Linked DNA regions of Rattus norvegicus: all the other regions are linked to region 4. The links are chromatin contacts, called in public Hi-C maps. All regions are on one chromosome and are shown on one strand. Each heading gives the region's core, a stretch centred on a gene start, on an enhancer-like site or on the middle of the called end of the contact. The rest is flanking DNA. Distances are from core to core; before and after follow the strand shown.

What was found. A called contact is a pair of places that touch in the nucleus more often than the background predicts.
Region 1: a contact with region 4 is called in a Hi-C map of liver, with 5 times the contacts expected there. The contact joins the enhancer-like site here to the promoter of Plpp3 in region 4. A contact is called at or near these places in 5 of 12 Hi-C or Micro-C datasets (hepatocytes, kidney, liver and 2 more) and 1 of 1 datasets of contacts at active chromatin or transcription factors (oligodendrocytes).
Region 2: a contact with region 4 is called in a Hi-C map of psoas muscle, with 4 times the contacts expected there. The contact joins the enhancer-like site here to the promoter of Plpp3 in region 4. A contact is called at or near these places in 4 of 12 Hi-C or Micro-C datasets (kidney, liver, mammary epithelial cells and 1 more).
Region 3: a Hi-C map of psoas muscle shows a contact between it and region 4, with 2.2 times the contacts expected there. The contact joins the enhancer-like site here to the promoter of Plpp3 in region 4. A contact is called at or near these places in 4 of 12 Hi-C or Micro-C datasets (frontal cortex, liver, mammary epithelial cells and 1 more) and 1 of 1 datasets of contacts at active chromatin or transcription factors (oligodendrocytes).

What each region holds. Positions count from the first base shown.
Region 1 is chr5:125,558,749-125,562,305 of GRCr8, forward strand. No RefSeq gene overlaps it. Among named protein-coding and RNA genes, the nearest start is that of Rpl32l3, 310 kb to the right of the region's middle. Within about 2 kb of position 1,688, at least 9 of the 93 cell types and tissues checked have an H3K27ac peak or open chromatin away from gene starts, as enhancers often do.
Region 2 is chr5:125,419,560-125,423,058 of GRCr8, forward strand. No RefSeq gene overlaps it. Among named protein-coding and RNA genes, the nearest start is that of Plpp3, 270 kb to the left of the region's middle. Within about 2 kb of position 1,757, at least 4 of the 93 cell types and tissues checked have an H3K27ac peak or open chromatin away from gene starts, as enhancers often do.
Region 3 is chr5:125,623,094-125,626,540 of GRCr8, forward strand. No RefSeq gene overlaps it. Among named protein-coding and RNA genes, the nearest start is that of Rpl32l3, 250 kb to the right of the region's middle. Within about 2 kb of position 1,943, at least 15 of the 93 cell types and tissues checked have an H3K27ac peak or open chromatin away from gene starts, as enhancers often do.
Region 4 is chr5:125,153,866-125,157,439 of GRCr8, forward strand. It overlaps Plpp3 (phospholipid phosphatase 3), which reads left to right and starts at 2,135. Exons shown (of 6, transcript NM_138905.2): 1 at 2,135-2,690. The coding sequence starts at 2,552.

The sequences.
Region 1 (3,557 bases), core at 438-2,937, 400 kb after region 4:
TCACAAACAGAAGTTACTTTTAACAATTATAATTATAAAAATTGTTCTCTGCTTACAGGCTTTGAAAAACAAGCAGGCCAGGGGAATCGGTGAGATACAGTGTACTGATTCCAGGACCAGTTAATAAATAAGATTAATAGTAACAGAATGCCAATGTACTATTATGTGGTAAGCACTATATCCTTTTTACAACCTAATTTTCAAGTAAAGTGATAAACAAAGATGTAGAAGGTTCATTTGGTCAGTGGTGCAAACTAGTAAATACACGAGCTTAGAATCGATGACCTAATCTGCCAGTGTTAGGCCCTGGGTCTCTGGGCAATGGCCTAGTCTTTTCATCAAAAGCATGCAGTTTCAGACTACTTCCTTATTTAAAGACTCATGGTTAAGATCTTCAGGCTTGAGGACTGGGCAGATGACACAGTGGGTAGATATTTGTTATACAAAGCCTGATGTCTGGGTTTGATTTCTAGAATTCACATGAGAGAAGTTGAGAATTGACTCCCACGATTTATTCTCTGACCTCCATTTGCTTACCATGGCAAGTCCACACACGCACACTCGAATACACACACACACACACACACACACACACACACAGTAATAATGAATATAAATTAAGATAATAATAATAAGAAAGACCTTCAGGCTTGAAGGAGGACATTGTGCTAAGAATTAAGAGACTTGAGTCTCAGCCTCGCCCGTGTCAACAATTCTGTTCTAAAGCAGCACTAGTGCTCATATTGAGAAACCCAGACTCAGTGGACCAGAATGGATCATTCCACTCCTAGGAATCTGAGCTTTTACAATTGTTTTTCAGAAATTTATCTAAAATTCAAGTGACTTCTTGTTTCTGAATCACACGTTCCTCCTCCGTGAAACAAAAAGACTAAACAGTGTAACCCTAAGGATTCTTTTGGCTTTAAAAGTATCGAGCCTGTGATTAACAAGGGAGTATTGAAAATAAATGCCATGGTCTTAAATCCGAGATAATGTAAGTCATTTTGCATTTTTGTCTGATTAAAACCAGTACTGAGTAAGTCCTCAATCCCCACAGGGGAAGCTTGCAAACTTGAAGCCTGTCGTGAGCTGAACCCAGTCTACAGATTCTTTAATTTATTGTTATTATTATTTTTTTGGCCAATACTATATGTTAAAATTTTGTGAATTAGGGGGCCAACAAAAAATGGAGTATATCCAGCAAATATACAGACTTTCAACTTGCTTTTTTTTTTTTTTTTTTTTTTTTTTTTTTAAGCCAGAAGACCTATCAACTCTGGTCTTCATTTTGCATGGCAGCAGCTAGGTCAAGCTAAGAAAAGCTGTCTTCTGAATGAATTCCCAGCTCAACAGAGTTCTTGCCTCACAGGTTTGGATCTTACCTGACCACTTTTCATTTGCTTGCTTCACCTAGCTGAATGAGCCCTCTAGTGAGATTTACTATTTTATATTCTACAATCACCAGTGAGCACATGGACTACCCAGAAATGCACACCCTGAACACTTAGGGTTGTGCAATCTCAGAATAAATTCAATGACGTTAAGTGTGTGAGCTGAGTCCAAGCAATCAAGGGGAGGTCAGAGTAGAGAGAAAGAGAAGCCTTTTCGCTGCCTGTGAAACAAACTGAAGAGATTTAGTGGACAGTGTGAGGCAATGATGTTCTGTGTCTGCCAACTAGCAAATGTGGTCCCCAGCTAGCTTATTAGGAATGCAGTGACCTGAGGGACACTGGCCAGTCCTGTTCTCATTGATGTACACATACATCTGAGTCATCATGCTCATTTCCCAGAACAACATTTCATGTGCTGTTTTAACGAGGATTTGGACAATAGATTTGTGAGATGACTTGGGATAGCTTCCCAATCAGTGATATTCCAAATCTGAAGCCATTGACTCTGGAGAACAGATGACTTCGGAGGTAAGGAGGGGAAGGAAGGGTTTCCCCCCAAATATGGGCAGCACTGTCTTGAGGCAAAACAGATAAGTATCATGCCTTGCCACCTATTCTCAGGCTTGCCTTGAGCTCACTGTGTAGCCTGATTCCTACTGCAATTCTTCAACCTCTCAGCATTGGAATATTAGGTGTATGCCACTATACCTCCTTGGCTTCAGTCTCTCCTGTGATATTCATCCTTCTCTTAATAAGGGGCTTTGGTTTTTAATATTTACTGCTTATCCAAGAAATACTTTCTGTGAAGGACAATTAATCTGGGGAAAAACTGTTAACTATGTCAAACCAATGAGTTCAGAGTTCCTGTACTTGGGTGGGTGCAGAGGATGAGAACCTCACTGATTAGTGCTTTCTTGACCCTCGACCCAAGGCCATAGCACTCTTAGACTCAGAAGACCAAATTGTACGAAAGGCATGGCTCCCAAAGTCTCCGTTACAGGAAATAGGTGATGTAACTTTTGAGTGTGAGCAAGTGAGTATCAGAGAGGGTAGCACTGTACAGCACAAACCACAACCTGTGGTTTTTTTTCCGTCCTCTTTCCAGCAGCCTAAACCAGAGAGCACTGTCCACAGCACACAACTGTTTAGCTCCCCATGTGGGCAGGCATTCTCGCTAGAACAACCTACCTTGAGCTGCTTCCCACTCTTCTCTGCCTCACTTTCTCTTCTTCTCAGTTTTGCAATCCCAGGACTGGGCCTTCTCCATAAAGCGCAAACCTTGAGTCCTTGCTTTGGACTCTGTTTCTAGGGGATTTGACTAAGAAAACAGAAGATGAGAAGTTTGGACTGTTGCCTGGGTGTGTCTTACTGGTTAGAAAACTGGATCTTCTATGGAGGTCAACATTCTAAGTGAGATGTTCAGCTCCATTGTATTCTTTAAGAGTCACCATATGTGCACATTTAGGCCCAGCTCTTCCCTTTGCTACTATGAACTCCTGCTGGCTATTTACCTCCTCAGAGTGGTACTCTCTCATTCATAGATAATGAGGGTGCCACCCATCTGCTATGGTTATTATAAACACAAGGAAGATATTGTATGTAAATGTACGATTTTAGGCTAGGTACCTTCCTATTGCAGGAGGCTGACTTGTGGATGATGTTATGTTCAGCAGCATCTCTGTCCTCTTCCACACAGCGGTGACAACTAAAACTAGCGACGCACTTTCCACATATCTGTGGGAGGCACAGTCTCCTCACATTGAGAGAAATTAACTTGTTCTTGGCTGACAGCTGGTGCCAGATGCTAAATATGTAAGTGAGGCCATCTGAGACCAGCAGTCAGTCAGTTCCCTGGCAGAATTACACTGTGTTCAAATTCATTCTGCCTTCCTGCTGTCCTTGCCATGTTCCTTCTTCCACTTCGGGTGGATCCATTGCTTCTCCAGTTACTTTTCCATGCCTCCCTCTTATTGTATCAATGCCATTACCCTATTTCTTGCCTCTCTTAAGAGCTCCTCCTCCTCTCTCATGATCCCCTATCTGAGACCATGACCTAAACCCCACATTATAAATATATACACATAAATACATACATACATATGTCTATAAATTATATAAATGTAAAGATACACGTGTGTGTGCATTAAATATTTAAGTCTAGGCTCT
Region 2 (3,499 bases), core at 507-3,006, 270 kb after region 4:
CCCAGGTTTTGGGAGCCTAGCAGGTCTTAAACCTGTCATCAGGGGAGTTCCTCTGATTCCAATGAGTGAAGTTTCTGATTCAAAACCACCTAGTCTGTGGGCAACGAGAAGAGGCCTTGTAGCCCAGACATACCATTTTCATTTAAGGCAAGCACAATGCCTCTAATAGGCTGTTGACATCTTCGTTTCTAAATCTTCTCTATGACCAGAAGAGTTTTCTGTTTTATTGCACGATGCCAGACTTGGCTCAGGGCACACAGCTATTGCCGGGATTCAAGTGCAAGCCTGCTTGATGGCAAACATGGCCTTGGCTGGTAAGAGTGTCTACAGAGTGCCCAGGTGTGTCACACAGCTATCTAGAGGTTTAAGAATCCTTTGGCATGTGGCCCTCATTCTGACCTTGAGAGGTAGATTGAAGCTAAAAGAGACTGCTAAGTAGTTTTTGTGTTCCTGAGAGTAGGACCAAAGGAGAGGTGGCGAAAACTGAAGTTCTGTAGACTCTTGGGAGGACCATGTAGACTGGACAAGGAAGGAGGGGAGACACAGCCTATGGAAAGAAAAAACCAGGCAGGAGTCTTGAGGTCTGCTCAACTGAGGGTTAGAATGAGTTTTCTGAGTAAAGAGAACAATGGGAAATCCTGTCACTGGAGCAATGGTTCTCAATCTGTGGATTGAGAGCCCTTTGGGGGGTAGCATATCAGATATCCTGCATATCAGGTTTTTACATTGTGATTCATTACAGTGACAAAAGTACAGATATGAAGTAGCTACAAAAATAAATTTTATGGTTGGGGTTGGGGTTGCGGGGAGTCATCACAACATGAGGAGCTGTATTAAAGGGTCACAGCAGTAGGAAGGTTGAGAACCACTGCCCTGGAGGAGCCCAGAAAGACTAACAAAGAGACTTGACCTAACTTCAGCCCAGCTCCTGAACTTTCTCTCTCCTTGTCTGTATACCCCTTGAGTTAGTTTGCCAAGAACTACCCTCAACTCCTCCACTTCTGATCACCTTCAGTGTCTTACCAGTTTCATTCTCTCTAGACTCCCCCCTCCCAGTTAATGTCTGGCTAGGAAGAATATTCAGTTAGCCGGAGTCTCCCTTCACTCATAGTATTTATCTTAATCATTTTCCAGTCACCAACTTTCACTTTGCTCCTCCCATGCTGTATTTGTAGTTGAGTCCTGTGCTTTCCACTGCAAAATCTTGTTGCATTAGCCACCGTACTCTTGGCAATGAACTACTAAGGATTTTCATCAGTAGTGAACTTCCCAAGGTTGGAGTGCTATGTTGGAATAATGGACTTTGGGAAGTGTCTCCAAGGAAGGATAATTTGGAATGGGGACAAGAACTATTGTAAGACAATCTGTGCACTTGGCAGCTACAGAAACACTGACGGAGTTGGCATTGAGAATTTGACATTAAGAAGCTTCTAGAAGCAAGAGAATGACAAAGCAGAAAAAGCACTGCCTGTGTTCCTCATCTCCTGGGTCATTTGTTCTATTCAGGATGCCTGGGGTGCGAGGTTGGGTGTACCTGCATTCCTCATTACTTTGAAGAGCTAACTGTCAGCCTTTCCCAGAAGTTAATTTTCAAGAGAGATGAAATGTAACTGTCTGTATCTTAAGGTCCATTTTGTTCCTGTGATCTTATTGATGGTCTCCTGGGAGGTGCTACTTAGGATGCTTGGAGGCTGCTCAGGTCTTCTACAGAAGCGCCCTCAGGACTGGGTGGAAGGTAAAGCAATGGCCCTGGCTTCCTTCTCCCTCCAGGCACTGCCTTTCCTCAATCAGCCCTGGCTTCCTGCTGCACTGATCTGCACTGTAATAGAGCTGGGTCTTATTTTACTTTTTTATTAAGTTCATGAACTTTAGAGGAAGGAACCTGGAAAAAATGGTCTCATTACCTCAGGAATGAAAGCTCATGCTTCTTTTAATGCCAGAGGTTGGCGTGGCCTTGCTTGTTATAGCCACAAATAATCCGGGTGGAAAATTGCAACAGAGTGGCAAGACACAAACAGGATGTTTATGGATGGCTGCTTAGGATAAAGCAGGTGGGGTGGGGGTGCCAGAGGTCAGAGTGAGGTCATTGTAAAATGGGTATGCTCCTGGGCAGGGGCTTGCAGAAGTCAACCACAGCTAGAACTTGTTCAGACTCCTTCTGGAAAGGCAGACTCTACCTTCCCAGGGACCAAGCAGATGGCAAGGGTTTGGATTCCAGAGTATTTGATTAGAATTCCAACCCCGTTGTTTACAAACTAGTTATCTGCAACTTTTCCAAACCCCTTGCTCATTGGTTTCTGTGTCTGTAGCACAGAGAAAATATCCACCTTTCTGGATTGAGAGGGCAAAGATAGGAATACTGGGGAGGGACCTGGAGCAGAAAAGTCACATTCTCTCAGGAATAGAGTAGCAGCTAACCCAGTTTAACTGTTAATGGATCAGGAGGCTGGCCCACTGCGATTGGAATCTACCTCCTCCTCACAGGGTTTGGGACGAGTGCTGGACTTCAGGGTCTAGCTAGCCCTGCCTTTGTCAGAGTTTTCCAAAGATGAGATTCTCCTGGGGGCCCTTATTAAATGATGAGTTTCCGGCTTCTTCCCAAGTCCCACTGAATAAACAGCACTCAGGGTTTGCATCTCAAACACAAGCCTTATCAGTATGGAGTTTGAAGAAACATTGGTTAATCATTGTGGCACTCCTGAATAGTTAGCGATAACAAGGGGTAAAATAACATTGTACAGAGAGGACTTGGAGACCGAAGCTTTTTTTGCTTTTTTAAAAGCCTTTTATTTGACTGATGTCTGGGAAGAAGATGGGTCATGGTTCTGAATGAAAGATTCTGCCCCTTCTCACCAATGACCTCCTGCCTTCTCTACTGGGACCTTTCCTACACTGGTCTGCTCTGACATGCTGTGCTCCTTTTCCTAGCGTCAATCCCAGACCTCTCCTTCAGCAAACCTTTCCAGATTCTTCCGGGTGGTTTTGTTTTGTTTGTTTGTTTCCCTCTATTTTCTTTGCCTCTTTGTGACACATTCATTGTAAGACGATTCTATCGATGCTATTATGTGCTCGTTTTGTGTTTCTAGTTAATGTGACCAGGTGGTCAGAAGAAACCACAAAGCACACACTGAGATCTCTCTTTACAGGACAGGCTCTACAAAACCACATTGATAGGGAGTTGGAGGAACACGTGAAGCCCAGTAGGCAGAGACTTGCAGAGAGGAGCAGGGGCAAAGCTATAGAGGTCATGGCACATCGTCTTTCCACAGCCAGCAAGCTGTCCTTTATGTTTATGTGTGTGCGTGCGCGCGCGCGCGCGCGCGTGTGTGTGTGTGTGTGTGTGTGTGTGTGTGGTGATACATATTCATATGTGTGTCGGCATACATGTGTGTTGTGCACACGCATGTGCATGAGTGTCTTCCTTCATTGCTTTCCACTTCCTATATTGAAGCAGGAACTCTTGCTCAACCTGGATCCCACCCGCTATCTTGGCTAGTGT
Region 3 (3,447 bases), core at 693-3,192, 470 kb after region 4:
CAAACGTTTCATCTATTTTCCTTTTCTTGATTAATTCACTTTAAATGCATTTTAATATGCGTTCTCTCAGTCCGTTCATTGTTTTAAATTGAAGAGTTTATTTGGAAAATTTTTGCCTCTGCTTTCAGTATTAACTAGCTAAGCCTAGACTGGGTTGAGAATATCCTCAGATATCGCTGGCTTCAAGAATCCACTAAGTTCTTGAACTCTGTTGAGGAGGCAAAATACTTTTGTTTCTGTTGGTTATATTTATTGATATTGAAAATTAAGACTAAGAAATCATAAAAGTATTAACTTTAAAGAAACAATAAATATATTGCACGCTTATGACAATGGCATTTTAAGACTTTTCTAAAAAAACAATTAGTGAGAAATGTGACACTGTTTTACATGTTTTGCAAACATCTAATGACAGATTTCGCCAAAGACACACAGGTCCCCTGGCTAGTTCTGCAGTCTGACATTGAGCAAAGCAGTATATGTAGTCTACAAAGAAAAGCTAACCTCACACAGATAAAAACTTAGATAAGAATTACGATTGCTTTACAATCATTTTTAGATAATTTATAATTCTTTGAGAATAATTATGAGTATTCCTTAATTCTACCCCAAAATGTGACATCTGGTAAATTTTTACAGGTGAGTTGTCATTTGAAATCTGAAGCCACAAAGATGAGCTTTTCGTATTTAGCTGCAATATAATCTATTGGTATCCTTTTTCCTTTGAAGGGATTGTTTTGCTCATATATAATTTTGGAACAGCATGTACTGGCCATATGGAAAATATCAGTGAACTGAATTATGTAGATCTTCCAAACGTTGACTTATTTCATTATACAATGTCAAAAAAAATCACATTCCTTATTATCACCATCAATCTCATCCAAGAGAGAGGTCTGTGTTTGTGCAATGTTGAGTTCAGGAAGGCAGATGCAAGTTTTCTAGGACTTTAGCTTTTGTCTGAGAGCTTGGATCGAATCATCAGCAAATAGACCATGAGTTGTTTTCCTTGAAATGACAGGATCTTTTGGTTAATTTTTGAGAAAAAGTATATGGCATGTGTTCAATTCTAAATAGCCAGAGTTTGCAGTTGTTCAAGCAATAAAATTAGTGTTTTCATCACCCCATGCATGGTGTCTTAGTGAGAAGTTGCTTTTTTCCTTTGTTCTCAAACCATAGGCACATTGCGTTAAATGACAACACTGTTAATGCGCTTGGTGTCCCTGCCCCGATTCCCACTGAAGCACCAGCAATCGCACTCCTTCTGGATTTACCTGTTGCTGGTGTGGTTCCCTCGGTGTCTACAAGCTTTTTGACAAAATGAGGAAAGCAACAACTTCTTTCCATGTTTGTGAAAGTAGTTTTCACCTTAGGCAGCCCCCGATAGATAGCCCTGAGGCAATGCACCATATTCGGAGGAAAAAAATGCCTTTTTGTGTTTTGTTTTGAGATAATAGCTTCAACTCTTGGTTAACATCAAGCCCTATTTGAGAAACATAGTCCCCCCCCCCATCTCTTTCCCCCTTCTCCTCTCTTTCTCCCCCTTTCTCTCCTCTTTCTCTTTCTTCCCCCCTCTCTCTCCTTTCTCTTTCTTCTCTCTTCTCTCTCTGTCTCTCTCTCTCCTCTCTCTCTCTGTCTCTCTGTCTCTCTCTCTGTCTCTCTCTGTCTCTCTCTGTGTCTCTGTCTCTGTCTCTGTCTCTGTCTCTGTCTCTGTCTCTGTCTCTGTCTCTGTCTCTCTCTCTCTCTCTCTCTCTCTCTCTCTCTCTCTCTCCCTGACAATGACCATGACTTCTTTTCCAGATGACATCTACCCAGTATGTAATTGGTGACTACATCCAAGTAAACATTTGGAAAATGAGAACAAGTGGGTGTGTTGGCTCCGAGGGAGTTGGTTGTTTGGGAGAAGATGAGAATGTGCAGTTCTGGAAGAGATTCAGTTCTAGGAGTGTGTATTTCTGGTCTTCAAAAGATTACCACATACATGCTGTCATACAGTTTATAATGTGCCTGAGGGAGGTGGCTTAATGTAGAAAAGAAATAGCCTTTGCAGTCAGCAACCGTGAAGTCCAATGCCAGCTCAGTTGACCTTTGTTGTGTTTCTTTGCTTTGCTAAGTGAGCCTTAATTATCCTACCTGGGGGTGAAGGTGCTGGGCTTTTAAAGGCTGGGACCTGCATAGATACAATGATGAGTAGCTCTCTACCTCAGGTGTAGGGAGTATGTTAAATATGGGTGTCAGCATCAGCTCCTTGTGTCCTTACTGAGTCTTCTCTTCACATTTTCCCTCATCCAGACTCAGCATGTGTAAGAAAGGCAAAACCAATCCCATACTTTTCTAAAGGGTCAACTGCCTCACTTTTGCAAAAGTGGCGTAAGTTAGCTTCCTGAGCTGCTGAACCCTACATCTCTTTCCTCCTTTCTGTATATGCCACCCACAAAGAATGCCAATGCGCCTGAACAAAGCCCTACATGTATGCTAATTTTCAAGCTTGGTTGAACTGAACTTCAACTGGAGCAGATGTTTTATTAATCTTAGAGTTAGTATTTATGAGCTTCCATGGTGGTGCTGGAAACTAAACCAGGTCCTCTTGGAAGAGCAGTCAATGCACCTAACCATTGATCCATCTCACTAGCTCCAGGAAAAGCCTCAAAGAGCAAGAATCACCTTCTGCACAAGATGTTGGGAGCCCCTATACCCCTAATGGATAATGGTAAGGATCCTGCAACCACTTACCCTGGACACAATTCCCGACTTCTGCCACTTACTCTGTAGCACCAAGCAAGTTACTTTGTACCTCTGTGGCTCACCTCCCCCCACCCCCTGACTCCCACCCCCTACTCTCCCCTCCATTCAACTTTAAAACAAGAGGAGCAAACACATCTACTTTGAAAGACTGCTCTGGAGATTACATGAGAAGCTAGAATACGCTCACTATAAAGTGGGAAGTTGGAGAGGCAGGCAAAATTTAAATGATGTTAATAGACACACTGTTAGCAGGTGCAGAGAGAACTGAGTTCCTTACAGCTGCCTGGGGCAAGCCACAAAGTCTGCAGCGGTCACATTTGAGAAACTGTGGGAGAAGTCCCAGCATCTCAGGGAGGACTGTCCTGGAGAGGATGGCACTTTGAAAGCACAGAAACAGCCATGACGAGGATTTCTGATATCATCGATCCCTTCGATTAAAAGGTAGGAAAAACACCCGCCGTAATTCCTTTCCTGGCAAGTGGGACTCGGCCTCCACCCAGAGTAGGAATACAGCTCCTCTCCACCCTGCTCAAATTTAGAGGAACTTGGATCTGCTTCTTCCAATGACATAAGGAGATTTATTTATTTTTTTATTGACACATTTTTGCAAGCTATCCCAAATTCTTTGTGGGAAGAGGAGAGATATTGACTGCATAAACAAAACAATGGAATGAAATGCAATAAATAAAGCAGCCAAAGAAA
Region 4 (3,574 bases), core at 885-3,384:
AGGCAGTGCTGCTTCTCCTGAAGGAGATTTAAAGGAACTTCTCTTAGATGCTGAGGGGCCTCACCTGCTTTCCTTTGAATGGGGACGATGCCTCTGATTGGCAGCTGACATGGCCGCCCCAAAGCTCCCTTAGTGCAGTTTGCTTTCGGAAGACAGGACTTTACCTTTCCTTGCTGGTCTCATTGCTAATTAGTTCCAGTGTGAGCTTAATTCAGCATACCTCAAACCCAGAGAACTAAAGAGTCTCTTTGAGGGTCATCAATGGCCCCTAATCAGAGGCCACTTATACAAATGACTAGTTTTTTTTAGCCCACACCAAATTAGAGTGAGTGTGACAAGAGTGGCCTAGACAGAACATTGAAGGTAAAATTAATTCTGTGCAGGAATCAAGCAGGACAAGGAGAGAGGGTGAAAGATCGGGGTGCACCAGAGGGGAAATGGTTCGCTAGTTGGGAGGAAGGCTTATAACATAGGCAGAAGGGTAGGAGGCAGGGCTGTGCAGTGAAAGGGATGCTCCAGGGGGCTGACGGTGGGATACAGAGTTACAGAATGGTTCAATAAGGCAGTCAGATTTGTACTGCGTATCCAAAAGCTAGAACTTGGAGCTGGGGAGATGGCTCAGTGACTAAGAACAATTAGTGTTCTTTCAGAGGACCCAGATTTGGTTCCCAGGATCCACACATTGGCTCCCAAACATCTGTAACTCCAGTTCCAGGATCTGACAGCCCTATGGCCTTTGTGGGTAGCACATGGTGCACAGACATACATGCAGGCAAAACACTAATCTGTACGGATTGATATAGAATAATATATACATAAGTCATCTTTTTTTTAAAAGCTAGAACCAGTTGCCTTTAATTCCAGCTCTCGAAAGGCAGAGGCAGGCAGATCTCTGTGAGTTTGAGGACAGCCTGGTCTAAAAGTGAGTTCTAAGGCAGCCAGGGCTATATAAAGATAGAGAGACCCTGTCTCAAACAAACAACAACAATGCTAGAACGGTGGAACCATTTCCATCTCGGTATTATAACGACCCTTGGAAGAAATGTGCTTTTGTACATTGTAGTACGCTCAGGCTAGATACTATTGAAGGTGTAAGGGCCTTTCAAATGTTAATTCTCTTTCTTGACCAGGGTGGGGTGAGGGTGGGGATCAACTCATATAAAAGTAATCAACATCATGAGGATCATCAGCACATTCAAGGGGAAACAGCAGATTCCTTGAAAGTCAAGGCCAAATAGGCTGGGGTATGCTGGAGGCCAGCTGGACTAGCAGAGGGGGGTGGGCTTGGCTTTGGTTTTCCAATTCAGAAATAGAAGTATTGGCCCAACTTACGAAGCTCTTCTGGTGTACAAGCTCTCTTACAGAAGCGCGTGTGAAATAATCAGTTATCTCCCCCACCATGACTGCCTGGGGAGAAATACTTCCGTGACTGCAGTCTACTCGCTGGGAAATGAAGGCACAGAGACATAGTCAGGATTCTAGAGCAGAGGTGGGTGGGTGGGACGGTGGGGAAGGGTGGGTCTGGCTCCGGAATCTTTTACACCACAGGATCTTCCGAATCTAACACAACTATCCGGTGCTGAACGTTAAAACCAAAACAACAAACCCACCTTAAATTGAAAATTGTATTTTTAGGATAATTCAACTCAAGGCTGAAATTTGTAAATAAATAAATAAATAAATAAATAAATAAATAAATAAATAAAGCAAGCAAGCAAGCAAGCAGGCAAGCAAGCATTTTAGTATTGTAGACCTCCCACCGACCCTCTCCCCACATCTAATCAAAGGCCAGCAAGAAAGTGCTTCTTTTTATTTATATGGTTTTCCCCCCCTTTTGTGATGCTTTGGAGTTTCTGAACGCTAGGGGCTCCCGGATTCTCTGGTTTGAGAGCAACTTTTTCTTTCAGGTTTTTTTTTTTTTTTTTTTGAAAGGGGGTGGGGGAAATGTGGCCTTAATTATCCTACGTTTTAGGCAGCTTAAGGAAGGGGCTGTGCTTTCAGAACCCTGTTGGAGCCAAGTAAGGAGGTCCCTCTCCTCCCCCCTCGCCTTTTAAAGGCGCTCGTGAAATATAAGCTCAGAAAACAAACCGAGCGATCACAGCGGCAGCCCGGGCGGCAGCAGCAGGAGGAGGAGCAGAAGGAGGAGGCAGAGTTGGAGTTGGGCAGACGCTGTGGAGAGCTAGCTGCAGGACGCTGCGGAGTTGCAGGGCTCCGCGCTGCTCCATTCATTAAGTAGCTGCGGAGGATCGTGGCCGGACGCCGACGCTGCCCACTCGCAAACTTCAGCACGCAGACGCACGCCAGCCCGGCGCGTCCGGGACAGCACAGTTTTGCAAAAGTTCCTGCTCGGGATTTGGCTCTCTTCCCTTTGGACTAGCGAACAGTTTGGGGTTGAGAGGAAAGCAGAGGCGCTCAGGGGGAAACCTACCCGCGTCTGCAGTTGGAGCTACTCGGCCGGGCTGTACACTCGCCGCCGCGTCCCGAGCCCGCAGATCCGCTCCTGAGCAGCGGCGGCCCGCAGCGCCCCGGGAGGCTCCCCGCAGCCAGCGCCATGCAAAGCTACAAGTACGACAAGGCGATCGTCCCTGAGAGTAAGAACGGCGGTAGCCCGGCGCTCAACAACAACCCGAGGAAAGGCGGCAGCAAGCGGGTGCTGCTCATCTGCCTCGACCTCTTCTGCCTCTTCATGGGTGAGCGCAGCCCCACCAGTCCCACCCAACCCCCCCTCCCGGCCCCCGACCCCGGGCCCTGCCGCGCTGTCAGCCCCCAGGGTCCCGCAGCCATCTCCCCCACCACCGGGCGCCGTGCTGGCCGCGAGCTCCCCGCCCTCCCGGACCCCAATTTCAATCCCGGCCTGCGATTTCAAGTTGGGGCGTGCTTGTGCTTTCGCGGTAGCTGGAACCACCTCCTTAGGGGTGACGGACTCCCAGCTGAAGATCACCCCTAAGGAGGTGTGAGCTCGAGCTCCAAGATCTGGAGGAAACCTGTGGCTCTCCGCCCTGCGTCCGCGAGTGAGACCCATCTCGGTCTCCCGGCAAGGCGGGCTCCTACCGGAGTGGCGCTGCTGGCCCCGGCTGCATGTAAACATCCACCCCTTCCGTCGCGCTGCCTTGCAGGGCCAGTCGCACTAGCTGGCCTTGTCACTCGCTACTCGCTTGGCTGAAAGCCGCAGAGGGTGGAACGTGGCTCTACCCAGGTGCTGGGCTACAAGGAGCACATCACTTGTTGAGCGCCTACTGTGTGCCGGATGATAGACCGCTTCGCGGGCATCAGTTTTAAACTAGCTCACTTGTGCCGGGAGGCCACTGAAAGAAAGGCAGTCACAGTCTTGCTTGGGGGCCACAGTTGAGCTACACTGCCTCAAAGTTGAGGCCCTAGCGTTCTGTTTATCAGAACAGATGAAAACTTCAGCTGAAAGGGGCAGCCGGAGGCACAGGAATTGGAGTGGGAAAGAGAGAAGGATTTATTGAACCAGGCTAGGGGGAAGAGAGAAGCAATTGACGTAAATCCACCATAGTTCCAGGGTTGAAGTAAAAATGGGACTTTTTCCTTTAAAGCGACTTTTGATGTAAAA